Regions from separate parts of the Bos taurus genome. Here region 1 is linked to region 2. Evidence: chromatin contacts called from public Hi-C data. All regions are on one chromosome and are shown on one strand. The core of a region is the stretch at or near the end of the contact, and the rest is flanking DNA. Distances in the headings are between cores, read along the strand shown.

Evidence for each region. A called contact is a pair of places that touch in the nucleus more often than the background predicts.
Region 1: a contact with region 2 is called in a Hi-C map of liver, with 3 times the contacts expected there. The contact joins two enhancer-like sites. A contact is called at or near these places in 5 of 11 Hi-C or Micro-C datasets (blood, liver, skeletal muscle and 2 more).

The regions. Positions count from the first base shown.
Region 1 is chr21:34,637,936-34,644,477 of ARS-UCD2.0, reverse strand. STOML1 (stomatin like 1) reads right to left here. Exons shown (of 7, transcript NM_001192431.1): 5 at 4,336-4,531; 6 at 3,667-3,879; 7 at 2,952-3,145. The coding sequence ends at 2,952. Among named protein-coding and RNA genes, the nearest start is that of STOML1, 7.9 kb to the right of the region's middle. Within about 2 kb of position 1,542, at least 68 of the 102 cell types and tissues checked have an H3K27ac peak or open chromatin away from gene starts, as enhancers often do. A contact at or near this core is called in liver, where this site is marked.
Region 2 is chr21:34,575,170-34,581,523 of ARS-UCD2.0, reverse strand. It overlaps a transcript of PML not described here. Among named protein-coding and RNA genes, the nearest start is that of ISLR2, 18 kb to the right of the region's middle. Within about 2 kb of position 1,928, at least 6 of the 102 cell types and tissues checked have an H3K27ac peak or open chromatin away from gene starts, as enhancers often do. A contact at or near this core is called in liver, where this site is marked.

The sequences.
Region 1 (6,542 bases), core at 293-2,792, 63 kb before region 2:
GTGAAAGGTGCATGATTGTTTGAAATAGCAAAACACAAAAAAATAATCTGAATGTCTATCAATCCAAACCAGGTAAAATAAACTATGATACACCCATACAATTGAATCCTATGTAACTATTCATATAAAACTGAATGGGGAAAGTCTAGGTATGCAAATATGGAAAGATTCTCAAGCACAATGTTAAGTGAACAAATTAACATTGTATTTGCTATGCTGCCATTTCTGTAAAAAAAAAAAAAAAAAATCCCAGAGAATAATATATGTGGATTTTCTTGTAAGTGTTATGTTTTTAAAACTCCAACTTCATTTTTTTTGGCTGTGTAGCACAGCATGTGGGATCTTAGTGCCCTGGCCAGGGGCTGAACCTGCACCCTCGGCAGTGGAAGCACAGAATCTTAACCAGTGGGCCACCAGGGAAATCCCCAAAGCCTAGCTTCTGGAAGAAGAACTTGGAGACTAATACCAGAGGATATCTGTTTGAAACTACGTGGATGGAGTCAAGAGTATGAGGAACAATTTTCATAGCTTGCCTTTTTAAACTTTTCTCTTCAACATTAAATACTTATTTAAAAAATAATATCAGAATAATACATTATATATAGAAAAGCATCACGTAACTGTTTTAGTTATCATTCTTCTTCGGGTTACCTTGGGGAAACAAATACAGGAAGTGTCTAATGCAGTAGAGGGGCATAGCTGGCAGGCAGTATCAGTTACTACTACAAAATCCCTGCACACATCCCCGCCTCAGACTTTAGGTCCCAGTTCCCCAAATCGGAGGTGTCTGCTACCCTTCCTGTGGCCTCACAGGGACTCTCCCCTCTGCCAAGTGTCTCCCCCATTTCCTTTCTTCTCTCATCTCCATGTAAACTGTGAGTCTTGGGCATCAACTCCTCAGAAAGCTTTCTCTGATGGACACCCTTTCCTCCCCCGCCCCCTCACACCCTGGCCCCATTAGGTGCCCCTCGCTGCACCCCAACCCCCAGGGACTGCAGAGTCTGCTGGGTCCTCTGAAGCCCAGAGGCCTTGAGCCTGTGGGCTCCCTGTCCTGGAGCGCTGGCCTCGCCAAGGAATGAGTTCCCCTCGATGGGATGAGGGCATTAACAGCTGGCAGCAGATTCTGCTCTCCACCCACACAGACATCTATAAGTTTCAGTTTCCCCTGGTGATGCTGCTCCTCTGACACACACAAAGAAAATCTGAGTTTCGATTTCCCTTAAGCTCTCACGAGGAAGGCGCCTGGGGCTTCCCCTCTCATCCTGTGGGGTGCTGTGTGCAGCAGCAGCGGAAGAACAACGATGGATGGCTCAGGCACGAAGCTCGAGGTCCCGCAGGGAGGGCGGACACTCACACAAGAACAGTAACAGAAACAGTGGGGAACGGGCACGAAGACAGCCCCGAAGCAGTGGGGGAGCCCAGGCCCCCGGGGCTCATGGGCGGTGGGGATGGGAGGGAAGGCTTTTGAACGGGCGTCCCCAGCTGGGCGGCCTCCAGAGCGGTGGAGAGAGGGACAGGGAGGGGTCAGCAGCCTGGGCTCTGGCCCTTCAGGGAGGGGCCCTGGGGCTGAAACCTGAACCCAATGGCAGCTTGGTCTACTCCAGGAGGACCTACAAGAGGAGGGCCAAGGCGGGCACTGGCAGGAACCAAAGGGTAAACTGGATGGAGCCTGGTGCCAAGGCAGTTGGACAGGGCCCTGTCAGGGAAGGCTTGGTGCCAGAGGACAAGCCAGAGGCTGTTCCTCAAAGAGGAGGCTCGAATTTCTGTGGGTTTCTTTTTCACAAGCCTCTCTAGGATGTGAGATTCATTCCTTAGAACTCAAGATGTCTAAGGCCCTCATTCTCTGGGGTCCCTGGGGTTTGAGCCGGACCAATGGGGAAACAGCGACCAGGCGTACAGCAGGAGGGGCAGGTGATGGCAGCTCCATCTCCCCTCGAGTGCGACAGGAGGCCCTGCCCTTCGCTGGATGAACAGTTTGCCCGACACCCACATCCTTCCTGCAAACCTCTCCCCAGACTATAAACAGGAACAGAGTGCCTGCTCCTGCCTGCTTTCAGGCCCTCGTCAGGAAGGGGAACTGTGGGTGATTCCAGAGCACTGTTGGGGCTCGGGTCACCCTTCAGGGCCTGGGTCCCAGGCTGGCAGCACGGACATCACCTCGGAGCCCTCTTCCCCACCCCCATGACCCCTATGTCTCTCCAGATACATTGTAAACAGCACATTTATTTGAGGTTTTCAAACCTCTGGTAAGAAGCACAGGAACAGCAGGGCTCTCTGTCATGCTGCCCTGGCCCCAGCCCATCGGGCATGCAAGACTGAGGCTGGGAGATGAGTCAAGACACCCTCAGGAGCAGGGCCAGGGAGACGCCGCCCTGCCCCCCTTCTCCCCCCACCCTCCCCCACCCCAGTCTGGGCCTGGACTGCAATCAGCAAGGCAGACCGAGCCCAATCTCAGATCCCTCCCAATGCAGGGACCTCTGCTTGGTCCCTTCTCTCTCCCTCCCCGAGCTGCTCTGATCCCCCTCTCTAACCCCCTCTTCTGGAACTTGGAGCCTGAGTCACATGCAGAGCTCCCTCAAACCAGGACCAAACCAGCTGCAGTTGGGTTGTTTCTGTCAGCCCCTCCTCTCCAGCCAGGTTGCCAGAGGAGCAAGGCAGGCCTGGCTCTCCTGTCACTGCCTGTGTACCCAGTTCAGGCAGGGCACTCGGCAGGGGACCAGGATAGCAAACACTTGCTGAGAGAACCGCTGTGGATGAGAAGGGCAGGGCTGCCTGACTCAGCCTCTCCTAGCTCCAGTGTCTCCCAGCCTCCACTCACTGTCTCCCACTGGGTCTGACACTCCTCAGGGCTTCAACAATCCAAGGTGCAGTGCCAGGGCCTCCGCCTCCAAGATGTCTCCCTGGCTTGGTGCCCGGCTCGGGGCCAGGCTACTGACAGGCAGCCAAACCTGCTACTTCAAGGCCTTGAGGACAGCCTCCAGCTTCATGGCCATGGCCAGGTCGCCCTTCACCTTCAACCGCCCACTCATGTAGGCCCCCAGGGGCCGCAGCTCCCTGCACAACAGGGACCGCAGGTCCTCCTCAGACAGCTCCACCACCACGTCGGGGATGACATCAGGCACTCCGTGTCCCACCCTCCCTTGCCCTGTGGGGAGAAAGAAAAGTGAGAATCAGTGGGGGGACAGCAATGCTACAGTGGGTAGAAGAGGTCAGCACGTCCCACTGGGAAGGGTGGGAAGAGTGGCTAAGAGCTCAGGTGCTAATACCCAGGGTTCAAGTCCTACTGACTGTGTGACCACTCAGAGCCTCAGTTTCCAAACTGGTGAGATGAGGATGCTAATAATCACTAAGTCACGGGTTTATGATGAGAAGTAGGTGACATGATGCGCAAAATGCACTCAGACAGAGCCTGGCACGAACAGGCCTGCAACGCGTGCAGGGCTCTTAGTCCAGGCAGCTGGGCCAGCTGGGCGGTCCTGCTCATGGGGATGGGACAGGGAGCCCAAGGCCTGGGCATCACTGCCTGCAGATGGCATCTGAGCTCCTGACAGCTGTGGGTTTGCCTAAACTGCTGGCAGGAGCAGGGCCTGGTCTGAAAAGGACCACAGGTGGTGGGGCTGCGAGCAGCCCCAGCGGGGAAGGAGAGGGCAGAGAGGGCAGCGGCACCTGCAGTGAGATCCAGGAAATAGATGCTCTGGGGGCCGCTGGGCAGGATGACGTTGAACTGGTAGCAGGCCCCGACCTGGCTGACCAGGGCCTCGGACAGGATGGGCTTCAGAGCCATCAGCAGCCCCTCGGCCACAGGCTGCTTGGGGCTGGGCCCGGCACCCCCGTGAGGGGCAGACGGCTCAACCTCGCTCACCATCTCCAAGGTATCTGCTGGTGGTGGAAACGGGATGGGGGAGGGAGGCAGAGAGAAGGAAGTCAGTGCGCTGCCAAGGTCAGGATGATGGTGGCCCCCGTGCCTTCACAGCGCTCTCTCTTATATCCCCTGCAGCCTGCGTTCAGTTTCCTCCTCTGCTAAGAGGCTGCCCTTGAGTTTCTAGCCATAACCCCAACCCCCTTCTCTAAATCACTCCAGCCTTGAGTCTTAAACTCTCTTCCGGATGCTGTTGCTTCCTCCCATGGAGGCTCCCAAAGGCCTCCGCATGCTCAAGACTCTTCTCATTACCTTAGTTCTGGTCAGCTCTAGAATCGGGGTGGCTGGAACAGCCGGGCAGGGTGTGCACTGCACAAGGCGCTTGGTTAAAGGAACAAGAGGCAAAGCTCAATCTGTGCTGGACACGAAGCTGAACGCCCGGCGGGGGGAACCACCCTTTCCCTGAGGCTCCTCACCTGGTCCAGGGCGCGGGGCACCTCCTGCCACTGAAGGCACACTGCCTCCCAGGAAGTGGAGGGCCAGCTGCTGCAGGGTGCTGTCCAGGCTGGGCCCTGCTGGGCTGTCCTGGGGCGGCTGGAGCACGGCCTCCACTGCCAGCTCCACACGGTCCACCTCCAGCCCCCAGGCCCTGGTCACATCGTTGATCTCCAGCTGGAGGAAGTGTGGGGAAACATGGCACTCATTCCACAAAGGTCCCATCCAGAGCACCTTCTTTAGGCAGGTTGGTAGTATGGCCACGGTGACTCATGAGGTACCAGGCCAGCCCTTGAGAAGTGCCCAGCCTGGACGGAGGCAGAGGGCAATTACAACGCAGCCATGGGAAGTTGTAGTGTGCACCAGGGGAGGGTGTGGGGCAGGGAGGAAGGGGTGATGCTAGGAGGAGGAGGAGGAGTTATCCAGATGAAGGGGCATGAAGGAGGATCCTTCCAGACAACAGGAACAGCATGTGACGAAGACCAGAGAGGAGCACCTCGAACCTTTGGGGAACTGCGAGTAACCACAGCTCCACGCAACCGGACCCTCAAGTGCGGGCTGGGACACTGGAGACAGCCAAGGGGGCAGAGGTGGCTGCTCTCTCTCATTTGGACTTACTCGGAGGCACAAGGGGCCCCCGAGAGGAGTTTAGCAGCAAAGTGACAGAGCAGTCTTCCTAGCTGCAAAGATTCTCTTGGCTGCTATGTGGACGCTGGACTGGAGGGGTTGAGGATGGAGGGAGACCAGGTAGGGTGGTGTTTCAAACTGCAGGCAAAAGTTACACAGACGCAGTGTCAGGCAGAGGCGGCTTTGAGCCGAGACACATGGCGGAGGGGCACAGCTCTTAGACTCTAAGCTACAGAGGACACCAGAGAAAAGGCACCACTGGGCTTCTCGGCTGCCTGAGCGTGCGAAAAGAGGAAGGGTGGTGAGGAGCTGGGGGAGCCAGGTTTCTGATGAGGGTTCTTGCACAGATCATGAGTGTGGGCATTCACCCAGAAAGCACACACAGAGGAAGGCACAGATGTGGGGGTGGGAGGGAAGGAATGATGAGCATTCCTTTAGGGAAGGAATAAGGTATTTTTAAATACATTAAGCTTGAGGTGTCTATGGGACAGCCAACTACAACTGGGAAAGTAGGTCCAGGAAGCAGGACAGAATGGGACTGGATCAGAGTGTCGTGAATAATTAGTGTCCAGAAGTAGCAAACAGCCCCAGGGGGATCACAGAGGAAAAGAGACCACTGAGGGAAACCCGGAAACAGGAGGACAGGGAGTAACCAGGAGTGTGGAATAACGGAATTCAGAGGAAACAGGGGATCCAATCATAAGACAAGGACGCGCCCATCGAGTCCAAGGCCGCCTCCAGGTGACTTGAGGAAGGACTGAGAAGTGCTCCCGTGCTGGCAAGAGGGAGGTCACTGTGGGGTCGGCAGTGACGTCAGTCTTAGGAGCCTAGGGGAGCCTAGAGTAACAACAGGAAAGGAGGAAGGAAAGGGAAGAGAGGGGTGAAGAGCTAGAAGGGGTGTGGGACAAAGGGAGAGCATGCAGAAAGGCAAGAAGAGGATGAGCGGAGGGAGGGAGCCGAGTCCTGGGCCCCGAGCACTGGGCAGTGCAGAGGAACCAGATGCTTCCAGGAAGGCAGGAAAACAGCACAGAGGTAGATGAGCTTCAAGGGGTGACCACTGGAGGAAGCTGGAAGAGTTCTCACCCTAGAGCGTTTTCTCCGAGGATCAAGAGAAAGGCCTGCTGCAGAGGGCTGGGTAGGGGTGGGGCCGGCAGTAGGGGCCGGGAGGAGTAAAGCAGCAGGCACAAGTGGGTAAGCAGCTAAGAGGGCCCAGCAAGGGAGAGGTGGGAAGCGTGCAATCCTTCCAGGTGCAAAACAGGCAGATGGAAGAGTGAAAATGAGAGACGGATGTCTGAACCAGGCCTCGCCGAAGGTGGTGGATTTCCTGAAATTTGATTTTATCCAGGTGCTGAATCCACTTTGCCAGGAGCTAAGTCAGTCTGGGTAATGGCCCTAAAGGACTCTAATGCCCTGGTATGGGACTCACACCCCCAAATGGCCTCTCTTGGCTTTGTTGTACCAAAGTAATGTGCAGCAAGGCCAAGAACAAAGGCCAAGAACAAAATCTGATTTGTGTAAGACCAAGCAGAGGACTGGAGGGCAGGGGCAGGTGATCTGGCTC
Region 2 (6,354 bases), core at 679-3,178:
CACCCTCTGGTTCTTTCTGCTGCCATTCCTTTCCCTTCCAAGCAAATCTCAAGCTTTTTCCAACAAAAGGCCCTCTCCTGGATTCTTGGGTTCAGGTCTCTGCTACTCTCCCCCTCTATGCTCCATGCTCCTACACCCCCTTAATCCTGATTGTGGAATGAGGTTGAGGAGTGGCAGTGGGGGGCGTGGAAGGACAGAAAGATATCCAGCATCAGAGCTGGATATCAGCTGGATAATCAGCTGTGCTGATTCTGTTAACCCTGGGTCTTTAGGAAAGTCTTTTTTAAATGTCAGTACTTCCCAGCTGTACTGCTGGGATTTAAGGCAGGGATGGGGAACTGCTTGCAGTGCTAGCTGGAGTTCAGTGGAAGGCATTCCTGTGAGACCAGCCCAGTGGAGTAGCCATACTTTATGGTCATCCCCAAGGGCAAGAGAAATCTGGGTGGAAGAGGAGTCTGGGCTGGAAGATTCAGCCTTCCCTCCCTTGACAACTCAATGGAAAGGGGTGTTCTTTTATTAAGGCGGCCAGCAGGGTCTTCAGTAAGTTCAGGACAAAGGATATTTCCATGACTATAAAAGAGAGAATGACCCCAGGGCCACGAGAAGCTCTTAAAAAGTGAGGGTCTCGTGGCTATCATAAGTGACCCTGGAATAAAGATGGGGGAGTTAGCTCAAAGATGCTGCTCTCCAGGGAGATCAAGTCTTGGAAAGGACTATCTGAAGAGAAGGCGCTGGCTTTCCAGCCTGAAGAGACAGTCCCGGAAGACAGACGGAAGCACTCAGGGCCACTGTGAGGGCTTTGGCAGTTTGGAGCAAAGAGAAGAAGGAAGAGGGGAAGGCCAAGTCGGTGGGTGGCAGAGAAGACTGGGCCAAGGGGACGGCACTTCACCTGAAGCGCAGGGGAGGCCGCAGCAAGGGGAGTCCAGCTGTTTCCACCAGCCCGAGTGTGAGAGCACCCCTGCCTGTGATCGGAACAGGCACTGGAAGCTTGGAGACAGGAAACAACTAGATCTCCCACGGGGGAAGAAGGTAGTGTCTCCTGTCTGCTCTAGCAACTTCAAAGAAGACTCCCGGAGAAGGCTCCCTCCAGGGAGGCATGGGAGCCCTGACAGCATGACAGAGACTCAGCAGGACATGCCAAACCAGCCTTGGATGCGTGGCCAACTCGAGGATACTGATCCATAAGGCCTACATTTTGTCAAAGTAGGGCCTCGGATATAGAGTCCCAGAAAACTCACAGGCTGCTTTAAGCCAAACCAGCTCTATATGGACTCAGTGAGTGTCTGTTTTTATCAGCACCTAGGAGGAAGTTGGAGAGGGCTATGAAATGCACATAAAGCAGAAATCAGCCACTCGCAGGAAAATCCCAGCACATTTTAGTTGTGGTTAGCAAAGACTTTGCACTTGGCTGAAGTTTCAGTAAAACAGAGGTTTGACCTGGAGAGTGGAAGGGCCGAAGACAGTAGGCTAGTTCTGCCCCAGGCCAGGGACGACAGCCAGACGTCAGAGTTCAGAGAGGCCTCGGGCGAGGCCAACTCCATCAGCCACCAGGGCAGTCTGTCAGAGGGCAAGGTTGGGGCCCGCTCTGGACTCTGTCCCAGCAGTGCCCTCAGCAGGCCGTGTGACAGTGGCCACGTCCCTTCCTCCTGGTGTCTGGTTAATATCCATAGGTGACACAGGAAGTTCTGAGCAGGCCCCCAAGCTTTGCCAGGTGTGCAGATGATAAGCAATTACCTATATTATGAAAGGCTCTACCTCCCTCGTTCGCCCCAGCCCCGGGGGTCTAAACGCTTACAGCTAGAGCCCCTCCCACCCCCAGGGCCCTTCAACAGCGTTCACACCTTGGTGGAGAACAGAGCCTCAGGTGCCCAGCCTGGCGGAGCCCCAGCCTGCTTGCCTAAGCAGCTGTCTTCTGGACGCCAAATGGCAGAGGGCTCCCGGGTCTGAGCCGCCGCCTCTCCACTACTCTCACAGCCAGGCGCCTTGTGCCCCCTAGGGGTGGCGTCCCAGGGGCCGGGCGGCCCTCCCCTCTCCTTTGCGCAGGGTGCCGGGCCCTCAGCTCACCTGGGGGACAAGAAAAGCCAGGCGTCCTGCCCCTTCCAGAGAAACACCTGAGGTTCGAGATGGGACTCCTTCCCCCAGCGCCCCCCAGTTCATGATGTTTGTTCTGAGTCAGCTCAATGAGTTGAAGCGAGGAGCAGACACATTGGGCCCTGCCCACCTCAGCCCCGACACCTTCCCTGAGCCTCCCCCCGAGCCCTGCTCACCCATGTGCACACTCAGCCACACAGTATCACACTTGCACACACACCTGTGTCAACGCAGGCCCACAAACCCACACCCCCCATACACACACACACACACACACACACACACAATATTTGCATTCATTCCCACACTTTTTTCACACTCACTCACACTTGCCCCCATGATCCCATCCTACTCACGCACTAAGACACGTGCCCTGATTCACACGCATGACCCTCACACGTGTGCATGCACGTTCACATCTGTTCAGGCACTCGCTTGGAAGTGCCCCCTCTTTCCCAGTAACAGGCCCTCCCTGAGGCACACACAGACCCCCCGACATACTCACGCACTCTCATCGCCCCCCGCCCCACGCTCACACACACACCAGCACACACGCCTGTTGACAAGGAACCGGCTCACATGGCTGCTGCCCGCTCTCGGCCCCCATAGCCCCCTGACCTGTTGGTTTCTTCTGTGTTGCAGGACTCCCGAGAGCTGGCCGACAACAGCAGCGAGTCCAGTGACCTCCAGCTGGAGGGCCCCAGCTCCCTCGGAGTCCTGGACGACAGCCCCTCCAATTCCCTGGTGGAAGACAAGCCCCTCGTTTTCTTTGACCTCAAGATTGACAATGAAAGTGGGTTCTCCGGTGGCCACCCCCCAACTCTTTCTTGCTCAGTCCCTAAGTCCCCAGGATAAGTGCAGGCAGAGCCATCTGTGAGCCCGGGAGAGCCCTGAGCTGTGGCCAGAGCACCGCACTTCCCGGGGACTCTCGGGTGTTTGAACTTGGTTCTCTGAATAAGGACGTCTGCTTTGACCAGGGCCTGAGGCATGAGGCAAGCACCTCCATGAGTCCCTCCCTGACTGGTGCTTCCATTAGGGAGCCTTGGGAACACACTTCTAAATAGAAACGCAACGTTAAAGTCGCCGAGGTGACACCAGCAATCCAAACACAGCCTTAGGCTGAGTACAGAGCCCATTCTTTCCATGGTTGCTGCAAGGTCACAGAGAAATGTGACCCCTTCTCCTTCAATTCCGCGGTGCTTACCCTGGCCCTGCAGGAAGCTGGGTCCCATCCAGCTGCCTGGGCTCAGCATGAGGCCAGCCCAGGGAGACACAAGCAGCGAGTATTTCACAGAACAGGGAAGCCGTTTGCAGACCTCACTGGAAGATTCGGGGCCATGCTCTGAATGGAGTGGATTGGGCAGGTGTGCTGTCTGAGCCAGCACTCTGATGCTGAGGGCTTTAGCTACATGGCTGATGGGGTTGGCGGCCAGGGGAAAGGGAGTGAGGGGCTAGGCTGAAGCAGTGAGGGGTCCCTAGTGTAGGTGGGTGGAGGCTGGCAGAAGACAGGAGGGACCCGAAGTGAAAGGGTTTGGGGAACTCCGGAACGTGGCAGGGCAGGGGGGAGCAGGACTCCCAGCAGGGGAGGAAGGGGGCCTGGAGGGCAGCCCCCCTCCCCTTCTGACCCCCATCCCTATCAGAGCCAGGGTCAGAGCTGCGTTTGAGGCTGATGCTTGATTCCTGCCATCAGGCCCCAAGGTGGGGTCTCTGGATGGTGGGGTTGGTGCCCCTAGCCTTGCCCTTGAGGCCTCACGCTGCCGTTCTCTCCTGCCCAGCCCAGAAGATTAGCCAGCTGGCAGCCGTGAACCAGGAAAGCCAGTTCCGCGCGCTCATCCAGCCCGAGGTGCTCAACGTGTACTCCAAGGCTGTCTCCCTGGAGGTGGGACTGCAGCACTTCCTGCATTTCCTAGCGAGCATGCGCCAGCCCATCCTGGCCTGCTATAAGCTGTGGGGGCCCAGTCTCCCCAGCTTCTTCCAGGCTCTGGAGGAGATGAACATGCTGGGGAAGTTCCAGAAGTCCATCTCGGGCTTCCTAGCCACCCTGCCCCTCATCCGGGAGTGCGTGCCGGGGGCCAGCAGCTTCAAACTCAAGAGCCTGGCCAAGACCTACCTGGCGAGAAACATGAGCGAACGCAGCGCCCTGGCGGCCGTGCTGACCATGCGCGACCTGTGCCGCCTGCTCGAGGTGTCCCCCAGCCCCCAGCTGGCCCTGCACGTCCACCCCTTCAGCAGCCTGCAGTGCTTCTCATCCCTGCAGCCCCTGGTGCGGGCAGCCATCCTGCCCCGGGCCGAGGCCCGCTTGCTGGCCCTCCACAAGGTCACCTTCATAGAGCTGCTGACCGCACACCACCATGACCCGCAGGGCGGCCTGAAGAAGTACAACCGATTCCTGAGCCTCCAGAGCCCCACGTCGTCCCAGCCTGTGTTCGACCTGCATTCTCTAGGCACCTACTTCGAAGGCCTGCTGGGGGCGCCGGCCTCGGCAGGGGCAGGAGGCGTCGCTGCCCCTCCGGCTGGCCACAGCTTGGCAGAAAGGGCTACGCAGCAGACCTGAGGGGAGGGGCTGACTAGCTCAGACTCTCTGGGGACAGAGAGAGATGGGGTCCCTGAGCCAGCCCCTGCCCACCACAGCATTCCCAGGTCCTGGTCCCCAGTTATCTCCCTTGTCATTTGGTCCTTCTCCGGGACCAAATTCCACCTCTCTAAAAATTCCACAGAGAAGGTTCCAAGGCCAAGCAACCACCCGACGGAGGCCACCAGATCCCTGGGTGGCCCTGAGAGCACCATGAGTTAGCTCGAAGACCCCCTGGGCCTCCCACTCCAGGAGCCAGAACCAGGGGCAGGGCGGGGTCCCTGGTGAAGAAGGCCTGGTCGCTAGGCTCTCGAAGCAGCCCCCATATTGCCCCAGCCAACCTCAGAGGGGCCCTTACTGCTCCTTCCTGAGCCCTGGCATGGCCCCAGGGGACCTGCTGACAGCACCCACAGACACTGCCTACACCACCAGGGGCCCCACGGGTACCAAAGTGCCTTTCAAACCAAACCTTCCCTGAAGGGTTTGGGTTCTTCCAGCCTTTGCCTGCCTGGAGGCCAGCCCAGTTCATGTCCCCTCTGGGGCACTTTCACCCTCAAAGGGCCTCCTCTCAGCGGAGATGGGGCCTGCCACTCCCTGCCGCTCCCTGCTTCCAGACATGACCTTCCAAGCCTGCTTCCCTCCTGCTGGCCACACTGGGCCCTTCTCTCTCTCTGCCATGCCACCACCTGCCCCAAGCCCTCCCAAGGGGTGACCTCCAACCCAGCACTGCTCTCAGTGGAGTCCAGGGACCTGCAGCATGGGAATCTCTGGGGTGGGGCCCAGCAGACTGCTTTAGCAGGTTCTCCAGATGATTCTGAGGCCCGCCAAGTTTCAGCGCCTTTGCTCTGATAGACTGCCCTCCCAGGAGAAGCAGTGTGGAGCAGCAGAGGAAGTCCTGGCTCTGGTTGTGTGCGCCGAGTGGGACCCAGGAAAGGGCGCCTTCCTGAGCCCCCACGTCCCCACCTATAAAATGGGCTGGTTATCCTGCATGGTCCCAGAGCTCTCATCTAGCCCCGCCATTCTGGGGTTTTAGGAATGAGCAGCAGGCTTCTGGGGCAGTGGTGAAGGAGGTTTTCGTTCTTGAGCCCTTGGCCCCAACCCTAAGCTAACTAAGGCCCCCAAACTTGAGCGGAACACAGGCAGGTGGTCTCATCTGACTAGCGGAACCACTGCCCCTTCCCCTCAGCCCCTCTGCCATCCCTCTTCCTTGACGCCCTGATCCTGGGGATACCCCCATGGCCTCAGCTTTCACATGGGTGAAGGCTGTGTGCCCACATCCCCACCCCCACCCACTGGGGACCCTGAAGACCCACAGAGGGATCACATAGGAACTTGTTGCCATGTGAGAGTGCTGGCTCTAATAGTGAACTCTGATGCATTTAAAATCAGATTCCGACTTAAAAGTAGGCACTGGCTCTGAAGCTCAGTAAAACTAGCGGCTGGGTGAGGGGAGGAGGGGGCTGGAGCCTCAGTCTGCCTGTGATGACCATCTTGGCTGCAGCAGGGAAGGAATTGGGCCCCTCCTCACCGTATCTTCCCCCCAGCCCCACCCCAAGACTGAACCTGCTGATTTCCAGCTCCAAGCCAGCCCCACAAGGCTTTCTTCCTTCAGATGGAGTTGATCACATTTGTTATAGCAAAGGACTGTTCAGCCCTCTCGCCACTGTCAAAGCCTTTAATAAAGATGTGAA